3 separate regions of the Mus musculus genome follow, and regions 1 and 3 are each linked to region 2. The links are chromatin contacts, called in public Hi-C maps. All regions are on one chromosome and are shown on one strand. The core of a region is the stretch at or near the end of the contact, and the rest is flanking DNA. Distances in the headings are between cores, read along the strand shown. Region 1 has its middle 14 kb from the start of Gm32748. Region 2 has its middle 6.9 kb from the start of Gm40684. Region 3 overlaps Cabcoco1 (ciliary associated calcium binding coiled-coil 1).

Evidence for each region. A called contact is a pair of places that touch in the nucleus more often than the background predicts.
Region 1: a contact with region 2 is called in a Hi-C map of liver, with 3 times the contacts expected there. The contact joins two enhancer-like sites. A contact is called at or near these places in 1 of 484 Hi-C or Micro-C datasets (liver), 2 of 115 datasets of contacts at active chromatin or transcription factors (extraembryonic endoderm stem cells and pancreatic cancer cells) and 1 of 9 other capture datasets (embryonic stem cells).
Region 3: a Hi-C map of uterus shows a contact between it and region 2, with 4 times the contacts expected there. The contact joins two enhancer-like sites. A contact is called at or near these places in 6 of 484 Hi-C or Micro-C datasets (adipose-derived mesenchymal stem cells, cerebral cortex, cortical neurons and 2 more).

What each region holds. Positions count from the first base shown.
Region 1 is chr10:68,351,450-68,356,410 of GRCm38.p6, reverse strand. No RefSeq gene overlaps it. Among named protein-coding and RNA genes, the nearest start is that of Gm32748, 14 kb to the right of the region's middle. Within about 2 kb of position 1,485, at least 118 of the 459 cell types and tissues checked have an H3K27ac peak or open chromatin away from gene starts, as enhancers often do. A contact at or near this core is called in liver, where this site is marked.
Region 2 is chr10:69,103,284-69,107,837 of GRCm38.p6, reverse strand. No RefSeq gene overlaps it. Among named protein-coding and RNA genes, the nearest start is that of Gm40684, 6.9 kb to the left of the region's middle. Within about 2 kb of position 3,122, at least 21 of the 459 cell types and tissues checked have an H3K27ac peak or open chromatin away from gene starts, as enhancers often do. A contact at or near this core is called in liver and uterus, where this site is marked.
Region 3 is chr10:68,462,444-68,466,899 of GRCm38.p6, reverse strand. All of the region lies in intron 5 of Cabcoco1 (ciliary associated calcium binding coiled-coil 1), which reads left to right. Among named protein-coding and RNA genes, the nearest start is that of Gm32872, 64 kb to the left of the region's middle. Within about 2 kb of position 1,734, at least 15 of the 459 cell types and tissues checked have an H3K27ac peak or open chromatin away from gene starts, as enhancers often do. A contact at or near this core is called in uterus, where this site is marked.

The DNA.
Region 1 (4,961 bases), core at 236-2,735, 750 kb after region 2:
CTAAATTACCATGTAATCTAAAACCTTGTTTTCAGCGGCCCTATATTGGAAAGTCCCTTCAAACTAAGCAGGATGATGGCAGGCTCGCTCACATTCAGAAAGAAACCTGCCTTTGCTGCTGAAAATGAAAGTGGGATTTATCAGATAGACTCCTTTAAAACAGTCACCACCTTAGTGACACACGGGGCCTGACGCATCCAGGAAATGCCGAGACCAGGAATTATGCTTTAAGCTCTCTGCATTTTCAAACACATGGATAGTTGGTGTAAAAATATATTCTTTTCCTGCAGGGACGTGACTGTAATTAGTGTGTGCCAAAACTCTCTCTCTCTCCCGGAGATTTCATTGTCTTATCTCTTTGCAGCATCTTAATGCGATTTTATTTTACTTTGTCAAAGTCCTATTAACATAAATGTGTTCTCCATAGCAAACAGTGTTCTTTTTTATGCAAAACAGGATTCAGCTGACTCTAATAAAACAGCTTGCAGTCTATTAGAGTACAACAGTAATGTGCTTATTTTGTTTGTCAAATCAAGACCGCCGTCAGAAGGCTCTAGACAAAGATTTGTCTTGTTTTCCAGAATAATTGCCAGGGTGGGGCTACGTTATGATCTGTAAATGAATAGTATCGCTTAGAACAAACACTTCATATATCTTTTATCTTCCCCTGCACACAGTTCTGAGTTTTTCTTTGAAATCTTTGCTCCACTTTTCCACATAAGTCATCAGAATGTTTCCAAAGAATTTTAACTGCCAGATTAATTATATCTTACAAACAAAGATAGATTGCTTACATTCTTTATTCAGAAACCCTGCCAGTATGGAGCAACTGGCAACAAATTAATCTCTTTTGCAACCCTACAAAATGTTTTGCTATGAAAAGGCCTGGAAGGTAAATGGATCCTTTAAAAAAAAAAAAATCAGGTTGCTCATTCTGAAAGGCTAATCCTAAGCACAGAACAGAGGAGTAAATGAATCTAGCTACTCCCTAACTTTGCTCTTCCTTTTCTTTCTTTCTTTTTGTTTTTTGTTTTCTTGGTTTTTTGTTTTGTTTTGTTTTGTTTTGTTTTGTTTTTGTGTGTGTGTGTGTGTGGTTTTTTTTGTCTTTTGTTTTTTCCTTCTTCTTAACAACTAGGTTACAGCCTTCTGTTAATGGATTCAGTTAATTAAGTATTGCTGTGACCTGGTGGCAATTTCTGAAATCCAGAGAATTTTTCCCTCTTTTAAGGTCTGCCTCCCCCACGGGGCCCCGGGTGTAATCTGTTTGCAGAGAGTCTATGTATGTCAGCCCTGCTTCCCTTAGAAGCTTCTAGAATGTTTTAATAAATTTATCAACCGAAAAAAAATATTACAAACATTTCATTTCCTTTGACTCAGGCACACCACACACACACACACACACACACACACACACACACACACACACCACTGCCTTCATTGCAAATTCTTGCCAGTATGAATCACCCTAAGTAATGTTTGCTTTAACTTTAGTGTGGTTCAACAAACAACCTTTATATGGCTGGACTTCAAAGGGAGGAGAAATGAAGGTTGGAAATATGATAGGCGTAATCTATTATTAGGCATGAAACACTAAACCACTTTTAGCTATAACTCTAAAACCTGCATAATCTTAGGTTTTTTAACATAATGTGTATTTATTGTGCCTTCACTCACACAAGCATTTATCTCCCCGTGTTTGTGAGAGAAATACTTTCCACTGTAGCGTGGGCCACTACTTGGCTTAATTTTTCCTAATATTTAATTTAGAAAGGGGAAAATGGTAATATTATAACAGGATTCTCATGTGTCCCAGCCAAAATACTTAGTGTTCCTCTTTGAGTAAAATTAATCTGTTACCAGTTCCCTGACCTGCAAGTCAGGTTTCAGTAAACTAGGCATCCAGGGAGGAGGGCAGAGGGAGGGGGTAAGCTAGGCTGGCTAGGGAGATAAGATCTCTTTCTTTGATTAAGGGGGGGTGGTGTTGGCGGGGGGGGGGGGGGGGGTGGGGGGGGGAGCTAAAAAAAAAAAAACCGAATGTCTCAACCCAGCCATGCCTCCCAATGGCAGAAAAATAAGCCAAAAGTGTATCCCAGCAGTAATGGTTGAAGACATTTATTAGCTCCGTCCATAACAACATTCACTGCAGGGAGAGCAATTGTTAAAAAATCTGTACTGCAATTATTTCTTTAATGATGGGGGGGGGGCGTCTCCAGCTCCTTATTTCTCTCCTTCTTCACCCTCCACAAACATTGGCACTTAAAAAAAAAAAAATCTAATGTTATGAAATAAGTCAGAGAGCTTGTAGCTCAAGAGAACCGGAGACAGCACTGGGAATGTATGCATGCGCAGAAACAAAAACACCGTCGGTAACATTTTGTTCTTGATTAAATTTGCGCTCCCTAATACAGTAGATTAAAAATAAGTCCAACTGTTAAACGCATTAGTGTTCAGCCGTGGTTCTGGTGCCAGAAAAACCGATACTGCTTCAGACCCAGCCTCTCTCCACTAGACTTGAGGAGCCAGGGGAAATCTGACCCCTCTGGAAACCCGAGCCCCAAAGTCCATCCATGACCCTGCAGTTTGGGGATTCCTTATTTTCGTCGGGTGATGAAATCTCAGAACCATCTTAATATTTTCTCACACTGGGTCAAAAACTCGGCGTCTCTCGGCGAGGCTGTAAGAAAATACGGGCTAGGAAAACGGAGGATGGATTGCTAATGGCTACAGTCAAGACACTCCAGAAGGAATATGAAATGAAGTTGTTCTTTGGTGTACAGGGAGTCGTGAAACTTACATCTTTTAAAAAGAGTTGTAAGCCATGACCTCACGCCAACCCCCCACACTCCTCCCACCCCCACCCCGAAGAATTTTAAGAGACTGGAAAGACCCACAGTTCAGAGTGGGTGCTCCTCCTTACAAGGCATCCAAATTTGGTTCTCAGCACCTACATCAGAAGGCTCACAACCGCGTGTAATTCCAGCTCCTGCACACCTGATGCCCTCTTCTGGATGTAAAGGCACCTGCCCTCACACATGCACACACCTCCACACACTCACCTCCACACACACAGCTACACACACACAGCACTAAAAATGAAATCTCTCTCTCTCTCTCTCTCTCTCTCTCTTTTTTTTTTTTTTTTTTTTTGGTTTTTCGAGACAGGGTTTCTCTGTGTAGCCCTGGCTGTCCTGGAACTCACTCTGTAAACCAGGCTGGCCTCAAAGTCAGAAATTCACCTGCCTCTGCCTCCGGAGTGCTGGGATTAAAGGTGTGCGCCACCACGCCCGGCTGAATAAATCTCTTTTATATATAAAAATAACTATTTAATGGGGCAGGATTTTGAAATGTGTCCTCAGAATTTTGGAGTGTGTGACACTCCGGAGATCATGGCTGACTTGTCTAGCCAATGGGGCTCTGTGAAGTTGGAAAGAGAGTCTGGCCAGATTCATGATGGGCCGGCCCAACCTTGCTGGACATGTAGAATGTACAAATTACCTTCCTCCCCGGTCTGTCCATTGTTGTGGAAGCCCATGACCCTTTGAATGTATTCAAAAAGAAAAAAAAAAAAAAATGGCTTCCAGAGAGACAGCTCAGCAATTAAGTTAAAAGAACTGCAGTTCATTTACATCAGGCCTCTTACAATCAGCTGTAACTCCAGCTCCAGGCGGACCTGCTACCTCTGGCCCCTATGGGTACCTGACTTTGTGTGTGTGTGTCCATGTGCTCACTCGCGCACATGCGTGTGCATGTGCATATATGTGTGTGGGGGGGTGTTCATGCACATGCATGCACAGATAAACAATTTAAAACTTTTTTATTTAAAAAACAAAACTAAACTAGTAGATTGAAAACTGATATGTTTCTCAGATAATTATATTAATATTCTTTATCTAAACTGTGCTATCCCTCCCTGTATTTTTTTCCTAGTATGTATCTTGGTAGTATCACAAATACCAGCTTTCCTGCCTCACTCCCTCTTCCCACAGATTCCCCCCACCCCCATCCCTGTTCCTCTGCTCTACCCCTGACATATTTTTCTGGTCTTTGGTCACTCTGGTTTAATAAGTTACCTGTTGCTGACACTCCATGTCACACAGATGTGCTCTCTTCTGCTGTGACATGCTTTCTGGAGGCGGGGGTAGGGTGGGGAGAATGGGGCGGTAACATCTGTAAATTTACGAAGTAATAACTTCCCAAAAGCCATGCAGATAGCTGCAGATATTGCCAGGAAAAAAAAAAAAAAAAAAAAAAAACAGTTAATTGAAACTATTTGGGGCATGCAGTATCGAACAATGAGGCGGTTTCCGAGCAACACATATCTAAATGCGGCTTGCCAAAGACCTGCACACATTTAATTTGTTCTACAAATTTGGTTAACCCAATAAAGTGTAAACATCAAACACTGGCCGTAGAGAGCATTAAACATTAACCAATGGAGACCTTAAAGACTTAGGCAGAGCATGGAAATTAGAGAAGAAGAAGATGGGTTAAGCAGCTCTGGGAAATTAGGTTAAGAATTCAAAAGGGAATGTTTGTGGCTGGGTTTTTTTTTTTTTTTTTTAAATACAGTACAAACTATTTTGAGATTGGTAATCATTCGTCTCTGTGGACAGGGCTATTTTCCCCTTGGGATCATATTTTTAAAATCAAGCAAACATACCAAAGTCAATTTGATTTTCTGATTGTTCTCCGGGATGAAATGTATTACCACCCAAATGAACCCTGAAAAAGGGTATTTCAATGGCTGTTCCCAGATCTATGAACCCTGGGATGGAACTGTGCCTTTTGCCCATTTTTTGTGTTTATGAGTGCTTCACAGGGCTTAGCCTAAAGCTCAAACCCTGTTAAAGTTCAATAAACCTTTGTTGAACGACGGAATGAAAATGCCTTCCAAGGAGATAAAAATGGCTTTCAGGCTCGCCCATCCACATGTGTTCTTTACCTGAGGAAAGCCAGTCTTC
Region 2 (4,554 bases), core at 1,873-4,372:
TAAAAATCCATCAATAAGGATGAGTTAAAGTTCATCAGCCACTCCCTCAACATGTTTTTGGGTTATTTTTTTGTTTGTTTGTTTTTGTTTTTGTTTTTTTTTGTTTTTGGTCAGATAAAATATACAGATCTGTTAAACAGTTATTACTAAAATAATAGCAAGCTGATAACAGGGTCTGCTGTGCCAGAACATTCTGGAAGCTGAAACATTCAGATTAGCTGCTGGCTATGGAGAAGTTACTAAACTTCACCAAGCTCAACTTTCTCCATTTATAATGTGAAAGATACGTTAAGAGACCATTAAGAGGGCCCTGTAGCTTTAAAAACTCCGTCTTAGCCAGAGATGATATTTGCTCGCTGGAAAAGTGCCACGCAAACGGTTAGCTGAGCCATGCGTTCTACTTGATAAGCACTGGTAAATAAAGTCTCTGATAGGCAGGAAGAGAAAGAAAAAAAATGATAGCCCGCTCATTTTAATGAGTGCCCTGACAGCATACGAAATGGTTTATTATTAAACCATTCTACTAGTAGAGAAATTGGAAATATCACAATAAAAAATTTCAATTTTCCATTTCACTAACTTTATTGAATTGCCAAGGCATATAACAGCAGCCAGAGTTGATACATTAAGTGTGGATGTTTAAGAACAAAGTTAATATGTGATATTGTTGGTTTTCCTTTTAGTTCTTTGCCGCTAACCTCTCTAACATTAAATAAATCTTCTTTTTACTTATTGCCAAACAGCACATATTTTTGATAGTTCAAGTATGTCTCCAGCTAATTCTTCATTCTTTTGTAAAGCCAGTAAATCACTGTGGATTCTCTCTTTTTTTTCCCCTCCCAGTGCCAAGTGTAATACAATGTCAATGTTCCCTGGGTTTCCAGCATCTGGCTTCTGGCTTCTATTTTCAGTTTATGATCTGTGCATCTATATTTGGTAAAAAGTCTGCTTATGTTTTTCAAATCTGATGTAAAGCAATTCTACAGCAAAATGTTTCTGAATTGAACCAAGAGCAAACAGAGTTATCATAATTCCAGACATGGACTTCCCAAGAAAGTAACATAATGCTTTCTTTCTTTTTTCTTTTTTTTAAGGGTCTTGCTATTCTGTTACATTTAAGTGTTTAGCTCCCTGTATTGCTACATTTATGTGTTTATGCTGTGTTCCTAATATCCCCACCCTTTCTTTGAGCTGACATTAGTACAGAGAGACAATGTCTCCTCATTCTGACTCCTCTTGTGTCCCAAGCCAGTAGAAATGAAGTATCTTTTCCTGGGACTCAGGCTCTGGTTTCTGGATTAGCTCACAACAGTTCTTGACTACAGGGCTCTTGGGCTTCATCATAGTCCAAAGACCAGCCATTAATTGGAAAGAGTACGTTTGTTGAGAAGTAAAACCCACAGTCAGTCTTATATATTCTAAATATATATTCTTATATTCTAAGACTTATAAAATATTTCATAATAACATATAATACATATTTTGTATAATATATTATAAATATAATTATATTTAATTTCTATTTAACATCTTCTGAGTGGAGAGATGACTGCTAGTAAGGTCCTGGCTGTCCATTTGCACCTGAGTTCTAACATCAGAACTCAAGCTAAGAAAAGTAGCCGGGCATGGTGGACTGGGATATAAAGGTGTTCTATTGATACTAAAAGAACATGTCCCAACCCAAAACCAAAACAAGGGTCACCCTGGTAAAGTGAAAGCTGGACTGCGTGGTTAGACTGAAATCTCATTGATTGGATAACTTCTTTTTTTTTTTCAAATGAATCTCTGTCTCTGTTTATGTCTCGGTCTTTCTGTGTCTCTGTGTCTGTCTCTCTCTCTCTCTTGTGTGTGTGTGTGTGTGTGTGTGTGTGTGTGTGTGCATGCAACTTCATGTGTGTGGAGGTCAGAGGATAATCTTCAGGAGTTGGCTTTCTCCTTCCATCTCCTGGGATCTAAGAAGGCAAACAATGGCATTCCCCTACACTGGGGCATAGAGCCTACACAAGACCAAGGTCTTCTCCTTTCATTGATGTCCCACAAGGCCATCCTCTGCTACATATGTGGCTGGAACCTTGAGCCCCTTCATGTGTACTCTTTGGTTGGTGGTTTAGTCCCTGTGAGCTCTGGGGGTACTGGTTGGTTCATATTGTTCCTGCTCCTATGGGGCTGCAAACCCCTTCAGCTCCTTGTGTCCTTTCTCTAGCTCCTCCATTTGGGACCCTGTGCTCAGTCCAATGGATGGCTGTGAGCATCTACTTCAGTAATTGTCAGGTGCTGGCAGAGCCTCTCAGGAGACAGCTATAACAGACACGTGTCAGCAAGATATGTTGGCATCCACAATAGTGTCTGGGTTTGGGAACTTTATATGGGATGGATCCCCAAGTGGGACAGTCTCTGAATGTCAGGACAGGGAAGCAGGAGTGGGTGAGTTAGTGAGCAGAGGGAGGGGGGATGTGATAGGGGGGTTTTCATAGGGGAAATAAGGAAAGGGGATAAAATTTGAAATAATAAATAAAGAAAATATCTAATAAAAAATGAAGTTAAACTCTGCTCTTCAGGCTTGTGCACGAGCATATAATCTGCCCTGACACCTTTCCAGTCCAGTCCAGATGATTCGCTTCTGCTGCAGCGTGGATAGTTCTACTCCCGATCCCACCACTGGAGGCTCCGTAGCTCACAGTTTGCAGACCACTCAGCTCAGTGTCTTTCCCATAGCAGATAATCAATTCCTTCCCACTGACATTTCTTCAGCCACGTTGTTACATTCCGTGCGGTTATTTAACTCTCCCAGAGTATGATTTCTTTCTCTCTTATCTCTCCAAGGGTAAGAAGCACAGCTTGTATATTGGAGAGAAGCCAGATCAAAATCCACGTGGAAAAAGCTAGCGCTTGGCTTGCCAATGGAGCTCTCTGCTCACTTTTATAAATCAGTCTCAGACCCTCTTTGGTTCTTTCACTTGGGAGAGGAACGTGTTTGGGAGCTTGGATGTGAGTAGGTGCTTAAGTCTAAATGGGTGGAAAGGTGGAGTTTTGCTCTGCAAGAGCCACGTACTGACGCCATCCGGGTGACGTTCCACCACAACACCCAGAGTGGTTCACAGGACAGTGTGTACTGTTCCCTGCTAGCAATGTTTGCTCGCCATGCCCAACTGATAGGCTTCTAAAAGACTCATGACACAGCCCCCACCTGTTCAAGCCTCTGATTATCAAGCCTCAGTGGGACTGAAGTCACATCCTGTTCTGTTCCCTCTAGAAGACCCCACTGAGTGCCCAGGCAACCCTAAAAGAGAGGCAGAGCCAGGCTTTCAATCGATGCCAGTTTGTGACTAATTTACCTGGTGAACAATGGTCAACAACATGACCCACACACCAGTGCTGGATCAGCTGAGCATGACGTCTTCCCTCAGCTCATGGCTGTCACCTCTGATTAGCAGCCAGCATGGCTCAAAAAGTATATGTTTCCAATGTGGTTGCTTGTCTCACACGAATGAGGGTTAAATTAGCCAGCATCCTCCATCTGACCACGGTTGTGGCTTTCAATAGGTCTTGTAATCAGCAACCATGTGTTTCCTCTCAACGTGGATTAAATGTTTTGTAAGCTTATATAGCACACGCTGTACAGAGGAATTTATTCAATTGGTATTTGTTCTAAAGCCCTGACATCATTCAAATATGGCACCTGAGTGGCACCCAGAGAACAGCCTTGAGTACTGGTCTTCACCTCCATGTTGGTTGAGTTAGCGTCTCTTGTTTACTGCTGTGTATGCCAGTCTAGAGACCCCACAGGCTTCTGGGGTCTCTCTGCCTCCGTCTCAAGGGAATGCTAGGGTCTTATCTACATGCTACTGTGTTTGGCTTCAGGAGGATTCTAGGGATCTGAACTCAGGTCCTCATGTTTCTAGTTATTAGACAGCTCTTCTAATTGAATCATGGTTTTTGTTTTTTGTTTTTGACAGACTAAATATTCCTTAAAATGACATTATGAGGGATAAAAGAAAGTTAACAAAGACTAGATCTAAAAAGTCTAGGAAGTCTCTTCCCGGGCTAACTGCTGCTAGTTAATGTGTGAGTAGTTAAGAGGAAACAGTCTTGAGTGAGTTGGTAGCTCTGATGCATCCACTCTTAGCTTAGTTATCTGGTAAAATGAATTTTGTAGGACTAGCCTGTGTTTTGCAAAGACCCCCTTCTCAAGGCAGACTAGAGTGTGCCTGTGTGGTGTCAGAGAGGCATCCGGTGGGAATGGAGGATGGATGGCCTGCCACTGTGAACCCAGGAGAGGCTTCCTCCCCATCCTCAACCCTGTTAGCAGTCACTCCATTCTGCATGTTTTATTAAGGAAGAACACAGGCTTTCTCCTCCTCCTCCTCCTCCTCCTCCTCCTCCTCCTCCTCCTCCTCCTCCTCCCCCTCCCTCCTCCTCCTCCCCCTCCCCTGTCCTCCTCCTCCTCCTCCTTCCCCTACAGAGATCAATTATTTTTATTATTACTATTTTTAATTCACTTTACATCTGGATCACAGCTCCTCCCTCCTTTCTTCCCAGTCTCGTCCTTACAGG
Region 3 (4,456 bases), core at 485-2,984, 640 kb after region 2:
AAATTTAATGTTACCAACCAGGTGTGAACCATTGGAAAGTCCACCAGCCTCTCTACCTAAGCAAGTGTTTTCATGAGTATGATATTTTTAATTTTTTAAAAAATTATTTATTATATGTATGATATCTCTGTGTATAAAATATATGTGTGTTTATGTGTGTGGGGCATGTCTGTATGTGTTTGAGTTTGTGTATAGTATAGTGTGTGTATATACTTTGTGTGTGAATGTACTTTTGTATGTGTGTATATGTGTGTGTACACTTTGTGTATATGAATGTATTTTTGTATGTGTTTTCCTGTGTGTATGTACACTTTGTGTGTATGAATGTATCTTTATGTGTCTCTCTCTGTGTATATTGTATGTGTGTGTATATCTCCTGTGTAAATGTGAGTGTTTTTTGTATGTGTGTTCATGTGCTTGTGAGTGTGTGTGTGTGTGTGTGTGTGTGTGTGTGTGTGTGTGTGTGTGTGTGTGTTTAGGTCAGAGGACAACTTTCAGGAGTCAATTCCATCCAACGCATGTTCTGGGGTTGAATTCAGGGTTGTGCATGGCAAGGGCTTTTCCCCACTGAGATATTTCTGCAGGCTCGCTTGTATGAAATCTTGACAGCATCAGTTTCTAATAAGGAATGCAGACCCCGAAAGCTGTCCCATTTATACTGCACTTATGTTATTTTGTTTCAACTACAAATTCCTAGACTATCAAAGCTACCAACATTTGACTGTAAGGCAGTTACATCCTACCACAGAGGTTCTCAAAATACCCAAGGCCCCTCCTCCGCTTCCTCTCCATTGTTAGGATTAGTCCACATGACATTTCTTTGAGCAAAATCCATAATGAGATGAATAGTTTTCTTACTGGAAATGTGTATGTTATATAAACAGTTATTGGAACCATATAATCTATATCGATATCCACCAGGCCTGGTCCTTCTCAGATTTAATGAAGCTGTCCATTCAGTGTGGCTGTCTTGAGCTTACAAGGCTCTGTTTGTCTTCAGAATAAGGCCAGGCTCACAAAGACACATGGCAACTGCCAAGATCATAATTACTTTTATATTGATTTAAATCTAGTAAAATATTAACATTTCTTATCTCTTAGAGGATGGTTTGAGAATATACTACCAAAATGTGAGTTATAAAAAGGCTCATTTTTTAAGTCTGTAATTTGGGCCAAATATCTACCACAAACATTGTAGTGTATGTTTCCAGAATCTTTATGTCTTAGAGAGAGCCATTCAACAATTTATATTTTGATTCTGTTCCTATATTTGCTAAGATTGATTTACCTATCTACCACCTAGTTAGCTAAACATGCCATTATAAGTAATATATATCATTTGAAAATAATGTGATCTATGCAAACAACGTATAAACACATCCTAATTATAAGTAATAAGTGCACTTTTGTGATGTCTCCAGGTTTGATTAATTAGCTTGTTCTAACATATACCAGCCATTTTAAAGCATGCTGTAGCTTTGACCTGTTTAGCTTTTGCTTCATTTAAAGCATGCAGCTCACCCATTTTACTGTGTTTTAAGATAAAATGTACAAAGACCACATGCCTCCCAAAGAAAGATTAAATTACTTCCAGTCGTTTTAAACCGATAGACAAAAGCAAACTCACATGAAACCTATCATCCTGAGTTTTGACAACATAGAATTTTCCAGTTCAGGGAATACACACTCTATCTGAGACACTTCATCAAAACAGGGATAAAGGCCGGAAGGGCCTCAGCAGCTGCAGCTTGCAGCAGAGTCGCACTATGGCGCCCTCCTGTGGAGGTTTGCTCAAAGATTCATCTGCCTGCCCTTGGGAAAGATTTTCCCCCCATCAGCAAAAAATCAAGGCATTCAGAATTAAGGAAATTCTATCTGGTTGAGTCATTCCTTCCATTTGTAACTGGGCTTTGAGCTGCTTTTCAAATCCAAAAACCATTTACGGTACCGAGGATTTGCAGATCAACATACACAGAAGGGAGTGAAGCTTCTCATCTTTATGTCTTAATTATTTCATTGAAGTAGCTATCCCCCTTGATTTTAACTTAATTAAGAGCTAAAGGGGGCAACCAGAAAACTCAGGCCCTGAAGCAGGAAGATAAATTCTTCAGTAAAGACATATTTTTTTTAGATTTGTTCAGTTAAAACCGGTTTTGTGTTAGAAGCATAAAGACTATAGATTTGTAATCATAACAAAGAAAGAACAGTGAAGTTTAATTTGATTAGATTGTGTATTTATTTATATTTATTAAATATATGCAAATGGTGACCATTAGATTTTCAAACCATTAAATTTTTAGCTCCACTTGGAAACTTACCTTTTTCACCCAGAATAAATCAATGTCATTTATTAGATGTCTGTCCCAAAATGATGGGTCATTTATATTTTCTCACCAAAACTGATCCTCCTCCTATGCTCGATATTCTGGGTATAGAAATGTGATCTATGTTGTATGAGACATATACACACAAAGACATTCACATGTGCCCCAATATCTCTGCACTTTTGAAACAAATTTCTGAATAGATCTCAGTCTGTGCCGGATCCCCCACCTGATGCACTAAGCCTATCTTTCCTGCTGCATCTTCTCTTGTCCTGCTTCCCTGTGGAACCTTTTCAAAGTTATTAATGCTGAAGACCTCTACTAACTACTCAAAACTCAAGGCTTACCCTCTCCCCCATAGAAGTTAGGAACCACCAGAGCATGGTTGGGTCACCGCCAACCATAAAATTATTTTCATTGATACTTCATAACTGTAATTTTGCTACTGTTATGAATTGTAATGTAAATATCTGATATGCAGACTAACTTAGGCCACCCCCTGGGAATCCCCAAAGGGGTCGCGACCCACAGGTTGAGAGCCACCTTGGATCTCTTTAAGGAGGGGGATTGACTGAAGGGAGCTCAGAGAAAAACAAGAAAGCTATCCGCAGCATTTGACTTTACAATACAATGGATTTTTTTTTTTTTTTGGTCTCTGCATGTAAATCTCTTTAAATCTGTCTCCTGCAAATGGAAATGGGAAAACACGGGATTTTTAAAGCCTAAATGTCTGTAATTACAGACTATTAGGTGACTGCCGCGCTCATAACTTGAGAAGTGAGCTCAGCTCTGTCTGAAGCCTTAGCCATAATCAGGAGATTATAAGTGAGCACATCCACACTACACGTGTAGAACAAAAATCTTCAAAACAAAAATAGCATGAGAAAGTGTGTGGCGGAGTTGGGGACAGTGTCAGCTTCCTTCAGTAAAAAAATACCTTAATTAGTAGGACCAGATTAGATTAGAAGCATAATTGAGAAATTCAACCTACCCAAAGAGTCACCAAATTGGGGGGGGTGGGGGGGGAAATCTCAGAAAAAGAAGGTTGGCAGGTTGGGGAGTGGCAGGGAGGGTATGTTCAATTATAATACACACTGTATGAAGATATTGCTGTATAACCCAGTGCTGTATACATTGAATATATGCAATGAAACTTAAAATAAATAAACATTAGGCTAAATAATCTCAGTGCCAGGCATCTTTTTGCCTTCTGGGTTTAAAAATAAAAATTCTAGGAGCTGGAGAGCTGGCTCAGCAGTTAAAAGCATTGACTATTCTTCCAGAGGCCCTGAGTTCATAGCAACCATCTGTAATGGAATCCAATGTCCTCTTCTGATGTGCCTGAAGACAGCTACAGTGTACTCATATTCATAAAATAAATGATTCTTTTAATAAATAAGTAATTCTAGAAAAATGAGATTAGCCATCAAGAAACAAGGGTGATATCCAAACTACTTAAAACAGACCAGACTTAAAATAAATAAGATAAAATTGGGTCACAGTTAGACGATGTCCCTCAAATAGATCCAGAATGAACCTCATGGCACCCCGTATTTCAGGGCGTGCCCTCTCCAGAAAGCTAAGTAGCATCAGAGAGATGGTAACCTTTCTGGTCCCCAGGATAATAATGCAATCCCTGTCAATTAGTTTGGACAAGGGGAATCATTAAGACTGGGTAACTGCGATCCTTAAATACAGAGTCTACGTTCCCCACCAAGAGACTTCAGGCAGGCCAGTCTCAGGGAACCGCAAGCTCTGATTCGGATAGCCCTCCTCTCCCCTTGTCTCCACAGCACCCTTATGGAGTATCCCATTGTCCCAGAGGTGGCCTGTCCAAAAAGCAAAAGCCTTCCTTCCATAGCACAAGATTCAGCTGGGAATTTTAATGTTGTTTTAGCACTACAGTCCCTTGGGGAGAAAAAATTGTTTATTCCCAAATGACTCTTCTCTCTGTGTTTCCTGTCTCGTGAGCTAGAATAACTCCTGAGTGAAGGAGTAAGGAAAGCAGAAGAGAGAAAAAGAAGATGCGGGAGGGAAGGCAGAGTTCTGACTTGAGTTGGGAAGCGCTTTCCCTGAAGATTTGTGAAGTGCAGAGGGTCCCTGTGTTGTCTGCAAAACCTGGTCATTGGAAT